3 separate regions of the Rattus norvegicus genome follow, and regions 1 and 3 are each linked to region 2. Evidence: chromatin contacts called from public Hi-C data. All regions are on one chromosome and are shown on one strand. Each heading gives the region's core, a stretch centred on a gene start, on an enhancer-like site or on the middle of the called end of the contact. The rest is flanking DNA. Distances are from core to core; before and after follow the strand shown.

Region 1 (4,649 bases), core at 1,864-4,363, 160 kb before region 2:
CCCTCTTGGAGGGAGGAGGAAGGCACTTAACATGGGAGAAGGTAGCAAAGCTTACAAGGTTCAGGAAGTAAACAAATCTTCCTGGAAGCTCTTGAAGTTGCAGGACTCACAAAGCCCTGCCTCCAGCTTACAGGAGCAGCAGAAATGACTGGAAAGAAGACACTCTCCAACCAACCCCGGCCAGCTCCATGGACGCAGACTCCTTTAGCCATTGCTGTGCTGAAGTGGTCCCTCCAGGGGTGAGCTGTCTTCGAATCATTCACGTTCCTGTAAATAACTCCTCCCCCATAGTCCTGCAGAATCTGCCTCAATAAACCCAGTGACTCACTAGGGCAGACTTGGGTGGATTCATTTCTTTGGTCTGCTGTTGCTGTCCTATATGGGGTGACAGACATCTGTTCACGCCCCGCCCCCCATGTAATGATGACTAATTTCATTTGTCCTGTGGACTCCACTCTCTTTGCCTGCTCATCCATGTGACTGGAGCTCTCCAGTGCTTTATCCATGTCAGCCATTGTACTTTACAGCTTCAGGTTTCCTATTCAGTTTTTATAGCTTTCACTTGCTTGAATAATGGTCCATTCTTAGTCATCCACCATTCTCCTGAGCGCCTTGACCATGACCTCATGGAGCCTAGAGAAGAACGAAAGTGTGGTCCAGTAAATTCAACATCTGGACTTCCTTGAAATGGCTTATGTTGTTTTTCTTCTTTTCATGTTGAGAATCAGGTATTTGAATGTTTTAGTACAGTAATGCTGGAAATCTGATCTGTGCTCTCCCCAAGAATACCTGGCTTTATCTGTTAAGGGCCCCACCTATCTGTTCAAACTATTTCTGTGAAAGTTACAGGCCTGGTGTTATGGGCTCACTAAAGTCCCAGCTCTGTTGCCCTAACTGCCTGGAACTAATAAGAAAAGAGAAGAGAGGCAGCGCTCTGTCTCTCTAATTTCTTTGGGCAGATGCTGGTTCAGCCTGAGTGGGCTGAAACATGCTAGCCAGTCTTTATGCTATTCCCTGGGGTGTGCATCAGACTGGGAGGAATGCAGTTTCATTTAGAAGACATGGTTTAGTAGCTGCCCTGTCAGGAGACAATCACAACAGTAATACTGGGAGTGAGAAGCTAGTAACTGTGACACAAAACACCAAAATTCATCTCTCTCTCTCTCTCTCTCTCTCTCTCTCTCTCTCTCTCTCCCTCTTCCCTTCTTCTCCCACTCTTTTCCATGCACATGTGCATACATACATGGGAGCATGTGTGTCTATATATGTGTGTGTGTAGATTCTTAGTCAGGGTTTTACTGACCAATTCCCTGAGGTTCGTATTCTTCCTATTTCCTGTTCTACCACCATGTGGCTGGTTTTATTCTTTCTGTGCTTGCAAATGAATCTAGAGAGTTTTATTCTCTCCTTGGAAATATGTTATCATTACTCACCCAGAAAATCTTCAAGAAGAGTTCATTCAGCAACATCTTAGACCCTCCTCAATATCCTTGGTGTTGAAGATCCTACTGCGTAACAGTATTTCTGGAGAGATATGAATAAATATCTACTCATCCCAGACTGGGAAACAATGAGGAGGAATTTCACCAATGTCTAACTTGGTGATTCAATGAGTTTTATTGGGGTTACTTACAAGATTGTGGGTGTATTAGTTATTTTTATGTTACTCTGAAAAAATACCATGACCAAAGCAACTTGTAGAAAAAAGAGTTTATTGGGATTAGGGTTCTGGAGGGGAGTCCAGGATGGTGGAGCAGAGGCAGCAGGAACTACATACTAAGAGCAGAAGCGGAGAGCTTACATTGTGAACTATAAACAGGAAGCAGATTGGGGGAGCTCAAAATGGCACCAGTCTTTAAACTCTCAAAGCTCACGGTTACTTTCTCCAACAAGGTCACATCTTATACGTCTCCCCAATAGTATCACCAACTGGAGACCAAAAAAAAAAGAAGAGGAGGAGGAGGAAGAGAAGGAGGGGGAGGAGGAGGAGGAGGGGGAGGAGGAGGGGGGGGAGGAGGAGGAGGAGGAGGAAGAGGAGGAGGTGGAGGAGGAAGAGGAGGAGGTGGAGGAGGAAGAGGAGGAGGAGGAGGAGGAGGAAGAGGAGGAGGTGGAGGAGGAAGAGGAGGAGGAGGAGGAGGAAGAGGAGGAGGAGGAGGAGGAGGAAGAAGAAGAAGAAGAAGAAGAAGAAGAAGAAGAAGAAGAAGAAGAAGAAGAAGAAGAAGACGAAGAAGAAGAAGACAAAGAAGAAGAAGAAGAAGAAGAAGAAGAAGAAGAAGAAGAAGAAGAAGAAGAAGAAGAAGAAGAAGAAGAAGAAGAAGAAGAAGAAGAAGAAGAAGAAGAAGAAGTTGTTGTTTATTTGGGCTTGTGGTTTAGAGAATTAGAATCCTTATTGTGAAGTATAGGCAAGACTACAAAAACAGGAAACTAAGGGCTCACATCTTGAGCTGCAAGCAGGAAACAGAACATGTGAGATTACACATCTCCAGACTCTCAAAGCCTTTCCTCCAACAAAGCCGCACCGCCTAACTTTCCCTCAAATAGTGCCACCATCTAGGGACCAAGTATTCAAATGCCAGAGCCAACTGGGGATAGTCCCATCAAAACCACCACGATAGGTGAGACGTTCCTTGCAGAGACAGAAATGGTTCAAAGACAGGTGCAACAGCAACGCCCACCCCAATGTGAATGACAGCTCACCAAGGCCGGGAACCTATGCACAGCCTGCAGGTCGCTCCACAGCCGGAGCATGCGCTTTCCCGGAGCTCTGTTGATCTGAGACTCTTCCTGTACTTCCGCTGCCTCTGCCTCTTCCAGCCAGCTCTGTTCTGGGCTTCTGCCACATGGCTTGTCTCTTGGCGTGTCTCTCAGAAGTCCTTACGGCTCCTATAAGCTTGGGTGGAGGACTTGTGACTCTGTCAATATTCCAGGAATTTCTGAAGCCTTTGAGGTGTTTACTTCCCGAGTTCAATGAGTTTCCCTGCAAGGTGGGATGGAAGGAAAACATGGCAGTCAGGACCACGTGAGATTCAGCCAAAGAGCACACTTAGGCTGTTGGAGCAAAGACACAGGGTGTCTGCTGGCCAAGACCTGCTCTGTGGACACTACCGTGTCTGGATTTCACAACCACTGGAACAGTTTACGTCCCCTTGGAATGGAGGTGACCAGGTTGGTTGTCTAAAGGACTGCCAAGTTTATTCCCTGGCATAAAGAAATGAACAGCTGAGAACAACAGAAGTCCTAGCAGTGGAAAATTGGGGTGGGGGACAAATAAAGGCTTTATATTCCAGATGGGCAAAACCAAGGCTGAGCAGTCACCAAACAGATGCCTGCTTGGGTATTTTATGGGTCCCATCTAGGTACCTGTCCCTTTGCCTTCCTGCCAATTCCCACAGCCTTCTGGGAACAAGAAACAGTCATTTCTCAGAAAGCTTGCTTTTCTCATTCCTGTTTACCTCCATCCTTAGAACCGGGCTTCACTCTACCCGTCCCCCAGGCCAGACCTTAAGTGAAGCTGACCACACCGGAAATGTCTGTGCCTTCCCATCCCAAAGAGGCTGTATGATCTTGTGAGAGGCTCTCTGTAACTGGGCTCCATGACTGTGGTAGAAAGGTCTTATAGCCAGGGACCATCCAAGAGCCATCATGAACATCAACTAGCCAGGGAACAAGCAAGTGGCCAGGACCAGGGACATCCAGGATGAAATGGAGTGCGGGGATATAGGCTAGGTTTCATGGAACTTTTGATACAGATACATCTTTGCTAACTGATCAGAGAAGCCTCTTTACCATCTATGTTTGGTCTGTTGTTTTTACTTTCCCCAAGGTGTGTGTGTGTGTGTGTGTACGCGCGCATAAGCATGCACATGTATGTAGAAGCCATAGGTTGACATTTTCTCTCAATGTTTTGTTTTGTTTTGTTTTGTTTTGTGAAACAGAGCCTCTCACCAGGAGCTTAGCAATTCAGCTAGACCGTCTGGCCAGTGTTAGCAATAAGCTGAGAGGCACAAAGAAAGAAACCAGCAGCCCAACTGAAGTGCCTGGATGAGGTAAAACTTTACTCCTGATCAAGAGGGTGTGCTCCAAAGAGCAAAACACTCAGGGGCCAGAAGTGCACTTGGGCTTTATTCTAACTCGGGTGGTGACTATCCTCTCCCCATTGGCTGAGGTCCCATCTCCCAGTCTTATCTGATTGGCTAGTCCTAAAAGAATTGGCACACAGGAAATGAAGGGCAAGAGGTCAGCCCTCTAATCACAGGATGCAGCCAGGTCTTTGTGTAAACTAAGTTTTACTGAAGAGGTGGGGCCGTGAAAACGTTTGTATGAAAGTCTTACAAGGTGGGTGGGAGAGGGGGGGAGATGAAAAGATTTGAATTCCTGGTTGTAAATACAAGTTTTATAGAATTTCATGGAAAACAAACATATTTAATGTTTCTCTTTTTTTTTCGTTTCTTTATTTTATTTAGTGTACAGTTGAAGGGGGAAAATAGACTAGGCCACACTTGGGTAACACCTGTGGGTCCAGAGGAAGGGTCCTTTTTCTCCCTTAATGTTTCTTATACCAGTGACCCCCAGAGATCTGCCTGTCCTGTTCCAATCAAGCTGGAGTTGCAGATGCTGTTCCCAGCTCTTTAAACATTTTAGTAGTAGTC
Region 2 (4,770 bases), core at 786-3,285:
TGTGCCCATCTGACCATAGTGGTTACTTCTTCAGTTATCTGCAAAACATGTTGAGAGAGAGAGAGAGAGAGAGAGAGAGAGAGAGAGAGAGAGAGAGAGAGAGAGAGATTGTCCTGTGAGAGGTGCCCACCATAGTTTTTGAGACAGTGTCTTACACTGACCTGCTACCATACACACTGGAGAGATCTGCCTGTCTCTTCCTCCCCAGTCCTGGGATTTCAAACACATGCAAGCATGTCTAGGGTCTTAAACCTGGGTTGGGAGTACCGAACCCAGGTCCCTACTCATGCATGGCAAGCACTTTACCAGCTGAGCTATTGGCCCAGTTTCTTCTGTTCCTGACTGGGTGGATTTAGAGTGGGTCTGAATTCTCTACTGTTTTCCCAGTTTGGGAGGGTTTTCTCATTTGCTCTTGTTTTTAAGTCTTGGATGGGGGAGGGGTGCTCTGGCGCCCTAGTGCTATCCCCTCCCCCTCTCTCCACTTTTTAACCCACCCCTTAGCAGGACAGGCTCCGGGTACTTGATGTGGGCACCTCAGCCTTGTCTTGCAGCAGGAGTGCCTCCCAGAGGCCACTCTGGCTTGAATCCAAGCACCCGAGCCCCTCCCAGCTGCCCTAGGGTATGGAGTTCTGGACAGATCTTTTCACTCCCCACCTCCAGTTGCTCCCGTGTCCTAAGTATAGCTAAGGGCCCAGTACAACACGGACAGGGCCGTCCAGATGCCATAGCCTCCAACTTTCATGCTTGGGCCCAGCAGGCACTCCACTGCAGGCAGAGCACCAATCAAGGCTGCAGGTCCTGCTGCCAACCTTAAAAAAAAACAAAACAAAACCACGAAGGTCGGAATTCTAATTTTTTTTCTAATGTCGGTTTAATTTTTTCAACTATTTTTTTGGAGCATGACCAGGATCAAAACAATGCACACTGGGGAAAAGGGACAACATAAAGCTGGTCCTCGGGCCTCTGCACACATTCTGGTTTATCTTTACTGAGGTCTTTGAGTCATTGTCCCAGTGCTGCCAGTGGAATGGTGATATCTACATAAGAGCTGGATCCATGCCCTCAACGTCTCTCTTCCTTCCCCACCCTTATTCGCAGCCCCAAAATGTGGTCCCTACTCCCAGCGCTCTCGAACTTGGAACTTTGGATCCTTCAGTGTGAAGGTCAAAGCCTCCGTATTCCCGTGGAAGAGAGCGCGGGTGACACAAACTACCACGACAGAGAAGGTGAAAAAACTCGGGCTCCCAAATCCAAGACCAATGCCCAAAAGAGTCACCCACTCCTGGGCTCGGGACAACCCAGACGCCACCCGCAGGCCTGCGAGTTGGAACCAATCCCCTTTGCGTAACGATCCGCGTTGACAGTGTGAGAGACACGCGACCCGGCGCTGGACACTGGCCTGTGCCTGGGCCTCCTCCAGCCCCTCCCCTCCCCCAGGGCTCTCCAGAGGCGGAGCGGAGGATCAGAGCGGGCGGCGACAGCAAGAGGCGCCGCGAGGGCGGGCCGGGGGCGGGGCGGGGCGGAGCCGCGACGGACTGCGGAGACGCGGCGGCGCACGGGGCGGTGCAGAGCGTTCTCGGCGCTGAGCTTTGCGGGCGGGTGCGGGCGCGCGCGGCTGCGGGGCGCTGTGGCGGGGGCCGGGCCGTACGCTAGCCGAGCCGGGGATCGGGGCGGGAAGCAGCCACGGCGCCGCCGAGGCCCGGGGCCCGGGACGCTGCGCATAGCCTGGGCGCCGAGTAGCCCGGCCGGGCCGGAGCGCGGGCGGCGGTGGCGGTGGCGGCGGCGGTGGCGGAGCAGCTGCGCCCCCCGCCCTCCCAGGCCCGGCGCCCGGGCTGCTGGCGATGGTGACACATGCGGCGGCGGCGCGCCGGCGGCAGGACCATGGTTGAGCGCGCCAGCAAGTTCGTGCTGGTGGTGGCGGGCTCGGCGTGCTTCATGCTCATCCTCTACCAGTACGCGGGCCCGGGGCTGAGTCTGGGCGCGCCCGGTGGCCGCGCGCCCCCCGACGACCTGGATCTCTTCCCCACGCCGGACCCACATTACGAGAAAAAGTACTACTTCCCGGTGCGCGAGCTGGAGCGCTCGCTGCGCTTCGACATGAAGGGCGACGACGTGATAGTCTTCCTGCATATCCAGAAGACCGGCGGCACCACCTTCGGCCGCCACCTAGTGCAGAACGTGCGCCTCGAGGTGCCCTGCGACTGTCGCCCGGGCCAGAAGAAGTGCACCTGCTATCGGCCCAATCGCCGCGAGACCTGGCTCTTCTCTCGCTTCTCCACCGGCTGGAGCTGCGGGCTGCACGCTGACTGGACCGAACTCACCAACTGTGTTCCCGGTGTGCTAGACCGCCGCGACCCAGCAGGTCTGCGTTCGCCCAGGTGAGTGTCCGCTGCGGGCGAGTGTGATGGGGGGGGTGCCCTAAACCCCGGACCAGATCTGCCCTCTTTGCTCTCTTGGGGCCCCTTCCGATCTGCCGGATCCCAGGATCCCCGTCTCATCTGTCCCTGCAGCTGCCACTCCTGACCTCTGATCTCTCTTTTCACCCTCTGTTCTGTACCTCTCCTCATCACTGGCCTGTCTGCGCAGTGCCCAGACTTCCTCCTGGGTCACTGCCGGCCGCTCTCTGTCCACCCCATCTGCGGTGCACTGCCGGCTAGCCTGAGAGAGAAACCTCGGGGACTAAAGGTCCAGGCTTGGCTCTAGAGGCAGAAAAACAGGTGTGTCTCTGTGCGTCTGTAGCCCGTACCTGTCTAGAACTAAAAGTGGAGCAAGGGAGATGAGGATCCTCTTCCTCTGCACCTGTGGTATCCCCAGGCCCTCCAGTGCTTGCCAGTCTGGGGAGGAGCTGCCAGGAAAGGGGTGGGCTCTGCCTGCCGGTGTGTGCAGGTAGAACAAAGGCCCGTGTGACCCGGGCTGAAGACGGAGAGAAGGCAGCACTACCTGGCCTCCCCAACTACTGAAGTGGAACAAAAGCTTCCAGTTGGGGACTGCCTTCCGCAGAAATCTATCCACCGGTCAGATTAGGGATAGCTGAGACAGTCAAAGCTACTTGTGCAACCAAGAACCTTCCAGCAAGGCCCGTCATGTTCCTTGTCTGGGGCATGTGGGCGAGGGCCAGCCCCTCCGAAAGCACTTTGTAAAGTTGAGATTGTAGCCCTGTTTCTGTTGGTGCCCTCTGGTCCTCCGGGGATTTTCTCCCCCCTACCCCGCCCCGCCCCACCCCACCCTAGGAATTAGGGCTTCTTGTCTGCCTTTGTTTCTCTCCCATGTTTCCTGTAGGACTGAATTTACAGATGAGCTAGGAAGTGGGCGTGGGCAAGTCTTGACTGAAGTCGCTATTTTCTTTGGTACTTTTGGGGCAGGAAGGTGCTGGCTCTTCGGTGGGGTTGGGACCCTTCAGAGTCCAACCAGCCTGGAGCTGCTTGCCCTACAGTCCTGAGGGTTTATTTCACAAACTGTCAGGACACTAGGACGCTAGAGTTGGGTGATAGACATACACATTGCACCCACCCCTAGCAGTTCTCAGTCTCAAAGGAGGTATTCTGTCCGCGGCCCTAATCTAGACCCAGAGTCTCCTTTCCAGGCCCTTGAAACTGCTTCCTGTCCATATTAGCTCTGCTCTGCACACATACATGCTTCAATTACAGGACCCATCCCAACGGTTCAGCCATGCCGTGCTAGAGTCTGGGTCTAGCCATAGCAACTGTCCACTGGTCCACCACTCAAGACTGCGAGTGCCCAGTACTGGGCACACCCCAGCAGATTCAGGGAAGTCCTCTCCGTCTGCAGGATGTGGGGCTTGAAACTGTGGGCATCCTAATTATAGAAGGTGCAGGCAAACTGTGCGTACTGCTCTTAGAGCTGTAGAGAGGCCAGGCTTTGGGGGTGACCCTACCCCTCATGGACAACATCAGCCACAGATTGTAACCAGGGTTCCCTTCTTGCAGCTCTATGGGTTTCCAGAGCGAAGGACCCCAGTGCCCCTTGGCTAGAGTTTATCAGAGGCTCAAGTGGCCTCGTGGCTGTGAATGGAAGGAACAGGGAGGTGGGTGGCCCCAGATACTGTTCGCAGGCCTCAATTGCCTGCAGAGGGGGCAGGGATGAAGAATGCTGACCTCCCCCCCCCCCAAAAAAGGGGGGTGGTCAGGAAGTTGCTGACTCAGCAACTGTGGGCTAGGTGGGGGAGGGGCCTCTAGGGCCTTTGGTTCCAAAGTTTCTAATTGTGCCACCCAATAGGTGACACTGGGTTCCTTCTGTTATTCTCTTCACTGTGCTCCATTTGTTTCTTTTTTAGGTACAAGGTATATAGCTTTTTTTCCCCTCAAACTAACTCAGGAGACTTTTATGTATTGGACTCCTGGCTGCACCTGAGTTCCCCAACTGAGCCCTATCCCTGGCAAAAGCTGAACTCCCATCTGCCCAGGGACCCTGTCCCTGTCAGAGTTGGCAGCATGTTAAGTAGCACTGATGGTTGGTGTTAAGTAGCACTTACTGTCACCCTTGAAGGCTCGTTCCCTCTCCAGACACCTTGCACACTAGGGTGGGCCTTCTTTTCCTCTTCTCTCTGCCCTCGGGGTTATGGTAGAGCTTGGACAAATGACTCTACCTAGCTCCCAACCTCCCCATGGCACATCTGCCTGTGGCTGCTCTGAACTGAGCACACATCTGGGTGACTCATGAGGCTGGACAGATCCGTCACTCCCTCCTAGGTTTGTAACTTACAACATCGCTTGGTACTTCCTGCCTCAGCAGGGGAACAGGTGTGTGAGC
Region 3 (4,794 bases), core at 326-2,825, 200 kb before region 2:
ACCCCACGCGGTCATTCCATGTGCATATACTGAGCTTGGTACTTGTCCCAAGCCTGTAGTCTAGCAGAGCAGACCGCTGCCCCTAGTAAGACATTGTTGGATTGTTCCGTGTGCAATGGAATTTTCCAGAGTTTACAGTTATTTCCTCACTAATGAGAAGCGGCATCTTTCTTGCGCACACGTACACATCTCTTCTTTGAAGCGTTTACCTGTGTGTTCTACCCGTTTTTCTCTCATGTTCAGTTTTTTTTTGTTGTTGTTGTTTTGTTTTGTTTTGTTTTGTTTTGTTTTCCCCCTTCTCTTTTTCTGAAACATTGGGATCTGTAGTTCTTTGCTGAAGGCCTCGTTAACGGCCTTCTCTGCTCTGTCAGTTTCTGTGTGGCCATACATTCAGCTTGTTTTTGGAATGCGCTTCCGGTTAGGCTGTGGAAGGCCACGCCCCTTCTTCTGAATGAAGGAACCATGCAAGGTGGCTGTGTGAACACCACAGGGCACTATGATTCCAGACGGATCTGTCAACCTGCTCTACCTTCTTAGCTGTCCCAGAAGCACAAGAAGGTTAAGAAAGGCTTTCTATCTCTGGGAATGGGCTGAGGGTGGGGGACCTCTCCCTTAGATTCATAGGATAGCCACAGAAGTCCAGTCACCTGTTTGGTGTTTTTGCCCTTTATCACAAAACCTTCCAACGTGTATTTTCAAAAGGTAAAAGTTTCTAAAAGTTATTTGAATTTTTTGTTTTAAAAAAGAGTTTTCATGGGGGTCTGGGCAGATGGCTCAATGGGCTCTGAGGGCTAAGTTCAAATCCCCAGCACCATATAAAACCTGTACATCAAAATGATGCATTCCTGTCACCCACCTGCATACAGAGGAGACAGGACAGTCCCTTGGATTTGCTGGCCAGATAGTTTAGCCAAATTTTGAGCTCCAGGCTGAATAAGAGATCGTGTCCCAAAACTTAAGATAGAGAGGAAGAGAGGAGATTTCCACTGCCGAGCTTTGGCCTTCATGTTTACATGTACATGCACACATACAAGCACATATGTGCGTATACACGCACATGTGCACACGTGCGCGCGCACACACACACACACACACACACACACACACACCATTCTCTAATTATGCGTTTGTGTGGTTGAAAGCATCAGATAACTGTACAAAGTTGGACAAACAGCTATGCCCTTGATTTGGCCCAGAGCATGTGACTTCTCGGAGGAAATAGTTTGTTTGAAGCTATAGTTATCGCTCTAAGGAACTGCTGGGTGTGGTCCTTCTCCTTGTGCAGGAAGGAGGGTATTCTCTCCTCTCGAGGCTTCTGCTCCCCAGCAGTCAGCAGGACCACACACAAGTTATGCAACTTCCAACACTCATTGTCAATAGCGCAGTTACATCCTAATTCTGGGTGGACTGAGAATGCAAAAGTTCCCACACTCCTGGGGAAAGCCCAATTGTGTTGTAGCCATGGTAACGGGGCAGCAGAACCAGTGCTAAAGCCTTTCAAAGGCCCCAGGGAAGACGTTTTCTTTGCAGCCAACCAATCAGTGCCATCCCTGTGTGAAATCCAGCCAATCGGAGAACAGGCTCCCTTGTCCCCAGCCTCAGTGGTTGGTAGATCAGCACTCCTGCGGTGCAGCTCCCTCCTGGAGACAGCCTGAATCGCAGTGTCCTGCTTGCTTGAGTGAGCAGTGAGTCCAGTTTTGCTTTTGATTTCCGAGTAGAGAGATAGTCTCGTTGTGCTTGATAAAGTTATCGTTCAATGTATACATTGTGGCTATGCTAATTAAGACTTTCACGCCCAAGCCCTTTCCTCACATAACTTTTTACTGCTTTCCATTACTGTTTGCTTTGTGAATTTTCATCTGCTTAGTTTTCTGTCTTTTGTTGTGGTTCATCTTACCCAAACTGCCTGATTATTCTGCATTACATTTGTTTATTTTCGTATAAACTGAGGACACGATCACTCCAAGGTATGGTTAAGCAAGCAGGCGGTTTTTATTGTAGCTACGGGACAGAGAACAGTCAGTGGCATCTGGTAGAGTCCAGAGCACAGAGAGAAAGTGGTGGACCGAACACAGCCACCAGAGTGGACTTAGGTATGAAAGCAGAGAGGGGGGAAGAGTGAGAAAGGAAGTCAGGGAGGGGACAAGAGCAGAAGGCAGGAGAAAGTCGTGGCAGGAACAGCAAGGCTACATGGAGAAACGGTTAGTCTAGGGAGGGAAGCCATGAGATGTTTAGGGTAAGTGGGGTGAGAAAAGCCAGGATGCCAGCATGGACTCTGAAATGTGTGACCACACTTGGGATCCTGGGGGCCAGCATGAGCTTTGGTATGCTAATAGGTACCACAGATGGCCATTTGTCCTTCTGCCAGCAATAAGGGAAGTGGCTCCTTTGGTAGTTCCTGAGGGATGCTAGTTTTTGTCTAAATGCCAGAATTTGAGGGAAGTTGCCAGTGGTCTCCTTCAGACCTGAACTCTTTTTTCTGTACTTGTTCCAGAATCATCCCCAAACTTTCTTCCAGTATATCAGCCTAATCCGTTAGTTGTGTTTCCTACAGAATCTCCCTGGATGGCCCTGATGATTCCAACTGTTTAATCACAGAAGGGTACCCCTCACTATTTTCCTGGGGTCCCTCCATCTCATTGTACTCCTGTTTCCTGCAACCTGGGCAATGTGCCCATCTGGAAATGTCTCACATTCCCACCCTTGATTGGTAGCCGATGTTATGGGCTCAGTTATGTCTACGGCAAATTCACATGTTGAAGTCCTAACTCCACTATCCCAGAGTCTGATTGTATTTGGAGACATAGCCTTAGAAGAAGTCATTAATGTAAGATGATATTGTTATTAGAAGTTTAAAGAGTAGGAGCTGGGAGTTGTAGGTAAAAGAGCTTGCTTTGCACACAAAAAGGCCTAGGGATGGATACCCAGCACCCACGCAAAAACCAGATATAACTCTGCATGCCTGGCATTTGAGGTGAGGGGTAGGGGGAAATGGGAAGATTTCCAGGGCTTGCTAGACAACTGGCTAGCCAAAATTAATAATAATAACTGTTATCATCATCATCATCACCATCATCATCATCCATTTTAAAATAGTGAATGCCAGGTTAGTTGGAAGACCTTTCATTAAAGCAAAAAGAAGCAGAGAGCAATACGAAGATATCCAATGTTCTCCTCTGACACACACATACACACACACACACACACACACACATGCGCGCGTGTACATATGCACTCACTCACACATGTGCACACATGCCTGTACGACACATGAATGCACACATGTACACACCGAAAGGTATGTTAAATGGAAGAAATTAGGGTACAGACCATGCAAAGTGACCTTGCAAAGAATGAATGTGTCTGCATGGGGCCTGGGAATAACAGGCTCTGAGCAAGGAGAAAGGCCCAGGAAGGAATTAAACTTGCTGACACTGCAGTCCAGACCCTCATCACGCACAGATGTGAGAAGATGTGTTGTTTGGTTGAAGCTTCTTGGGCTGTGGCTGTGGCTGTGGCAGCTGAGTGCAGTGTGGCCTAAATGAGCATGATTTTCCTTCAGAATGTTAAGATATTGGTGCTTCCTTCCAGCCCTCTGAATTACGAGAACCTTCCACCACTCGATTCTTGGGTCATTGTATCTGACCCTATCACCTTATCAGAACGTCCCTCAGAGATGGGCTTGCCTGCCCTCGGTGCTTTGAAATCTGAACCCTAATCAATCACAGGCCCCAGCCTGAGTGGTTTCCCACTAAACCCCATCCTGCTCCGGGAAGCCAAGGCCCTGGGAAACTGAGACAGACTCTGGAGGGAAAACTAAAGGGACCCATCTTCGCTAAGTACGTGTGGCTCAGGCAGTGGTGGTGGGCATCTTCTCTCTTCCCTGGCATCGTAGGGGACCTGTTGACCCTGCCATCCTGTGACCACCTGACACCTGACACATACTCATGAGCCCAATTCCGCAGCCACCGAGCCAACTTGGGTGCCACCGAGCTGCCATGCCCTGTACCTGGTAGGTAGAAACTCAGAAGCCAACACCCAGGCTTCCTGAGTCAGAAGCCCCATAAAGAGACTCCTAGTGTCTCTTCAACTTGGTTTTTGATTTCAGAGATGTCCTTCCACAGAAAACCACAGGGGGCATTTAAGTAAGTCCAACTCATGGAATCATCCTTCTGGGTGACCTAAAGTAAACTTGTTCATTAGAATATTAAAGTCTCTCACCCACCATCTGTGAGCATAGAGTGTGTAAGACAGAGTAGTCACCAATTGAACATGTTTAGGAAGAAGCCTGCCTCTACGTGTAATCCCCGGTCTTTACAACCCGAATGTCTGCAAGGTTCCTCAGTAAAATCACCTCGTGTCCATGTCTGGTGATGCCCTGCCTTCAAATTAACCCTATGCTGTCCTCACAATGGAAGAACTTTCTCTCCTTCTGTGCCCAAGCTGCCTCTAGCTTTGTAGCTTGCAAGGGTGAACCCGTTGTAAGGCACTCCCTGCAGGTTCACGCTGTCCTGGATCACTCTGGACATAATGAATGGCTTACTACAGCCACAATCCTGACCTGTTGTAATGGTCGGTGGTAATACTCAGCCTAGCACATGGAAGGCAGGGACATTACAGGCACCTGTAAAGGATTATCTAGATCAATGTTAGGCTATGAGAATGCTTCTGAGGGGTTGTCTTGACTGCGTTAATTGACAAGGGAAGACTCATCCTAATTATGGGCGGTACCATTCCCTAGGCAGGGGATCCTAAGCCACATGAGTGGAAACTTTGGTCTGAGCACTAACATGA

Evidence for each region. Hi-C and Micro-C count contacts between places; a contact is called where the count stands out from the background.
Region 1: a Hi-C map of liver shows a contact between it and region 2, with 2.2 times the contacts expected there. The contact joins the enhancer-like site here to the promoter of Hs6st1 in region 2. A contact is called at or near these places in 4 of 12 Hi-C or Micro-C datasets (the A7r5 cell line, Schwann cells and liver).
Region 3: a contact with region 2 is called in a Hi-C map of prefrontal cortex, with 2.6 times the contacts expected there. The contact joins the enhancer-like site here to the promoter of Hs6st1 in region 2. A contact is called at or near these places in 3 of 12 Hi-C or Micro-C datasets (frontal cortex, liver and prefrontal cortex).

What each region holds. Positions count from the first base shown.
Region 1 is chr9:45,615,583-45,620,231 of GRCr8, forward strand. LOC120094664 (a long non-coding RNA gene) reads right to left here. Exons shown (of 5, transcript XR_005489095.2): 4 at 2,698-2,977; 5 at 1,696-1,929. Among named protein-coding and RNA genes, the nearest start is that of Hs6st1, 160 kb to the right of the region's middle. Within about 2 kb of position 3,114, at least 8 of the 93 cell types and tissues checked have an H3K27ac peak or open chromatin away from gene starts, as enhancers often do. A contact at or near this core is called in liver, where this site is marked.
Region 2 is chr9:45,777,367-45,782,136 of GRCr8, forward strand. Hs6st1 (heparan sulfate 6-O-sulfotransferase 1) reads left to right here and starts at 2,036. Exons shown (of 2, transcript NM_001108210.1): 1 at 2,036-2,378. The coding sequence starts at 2,098.
Region 3 is chr9:45,576,871-45,581,664 of GRCr8, forward strand. No RefSeq gene overlaps it. Among named protein-coding and RNA genes, the nearest start is that of Hs6st1, 200 kb to the right of the region's middle. Within about 2 kb of position 1,576, at least 39 of the 93 cell types and tissues checked have an H3K27ac peak or open chromatin away from gene starts, as enhancers often do. A contact at or near this core is called in liver, where this site is marked.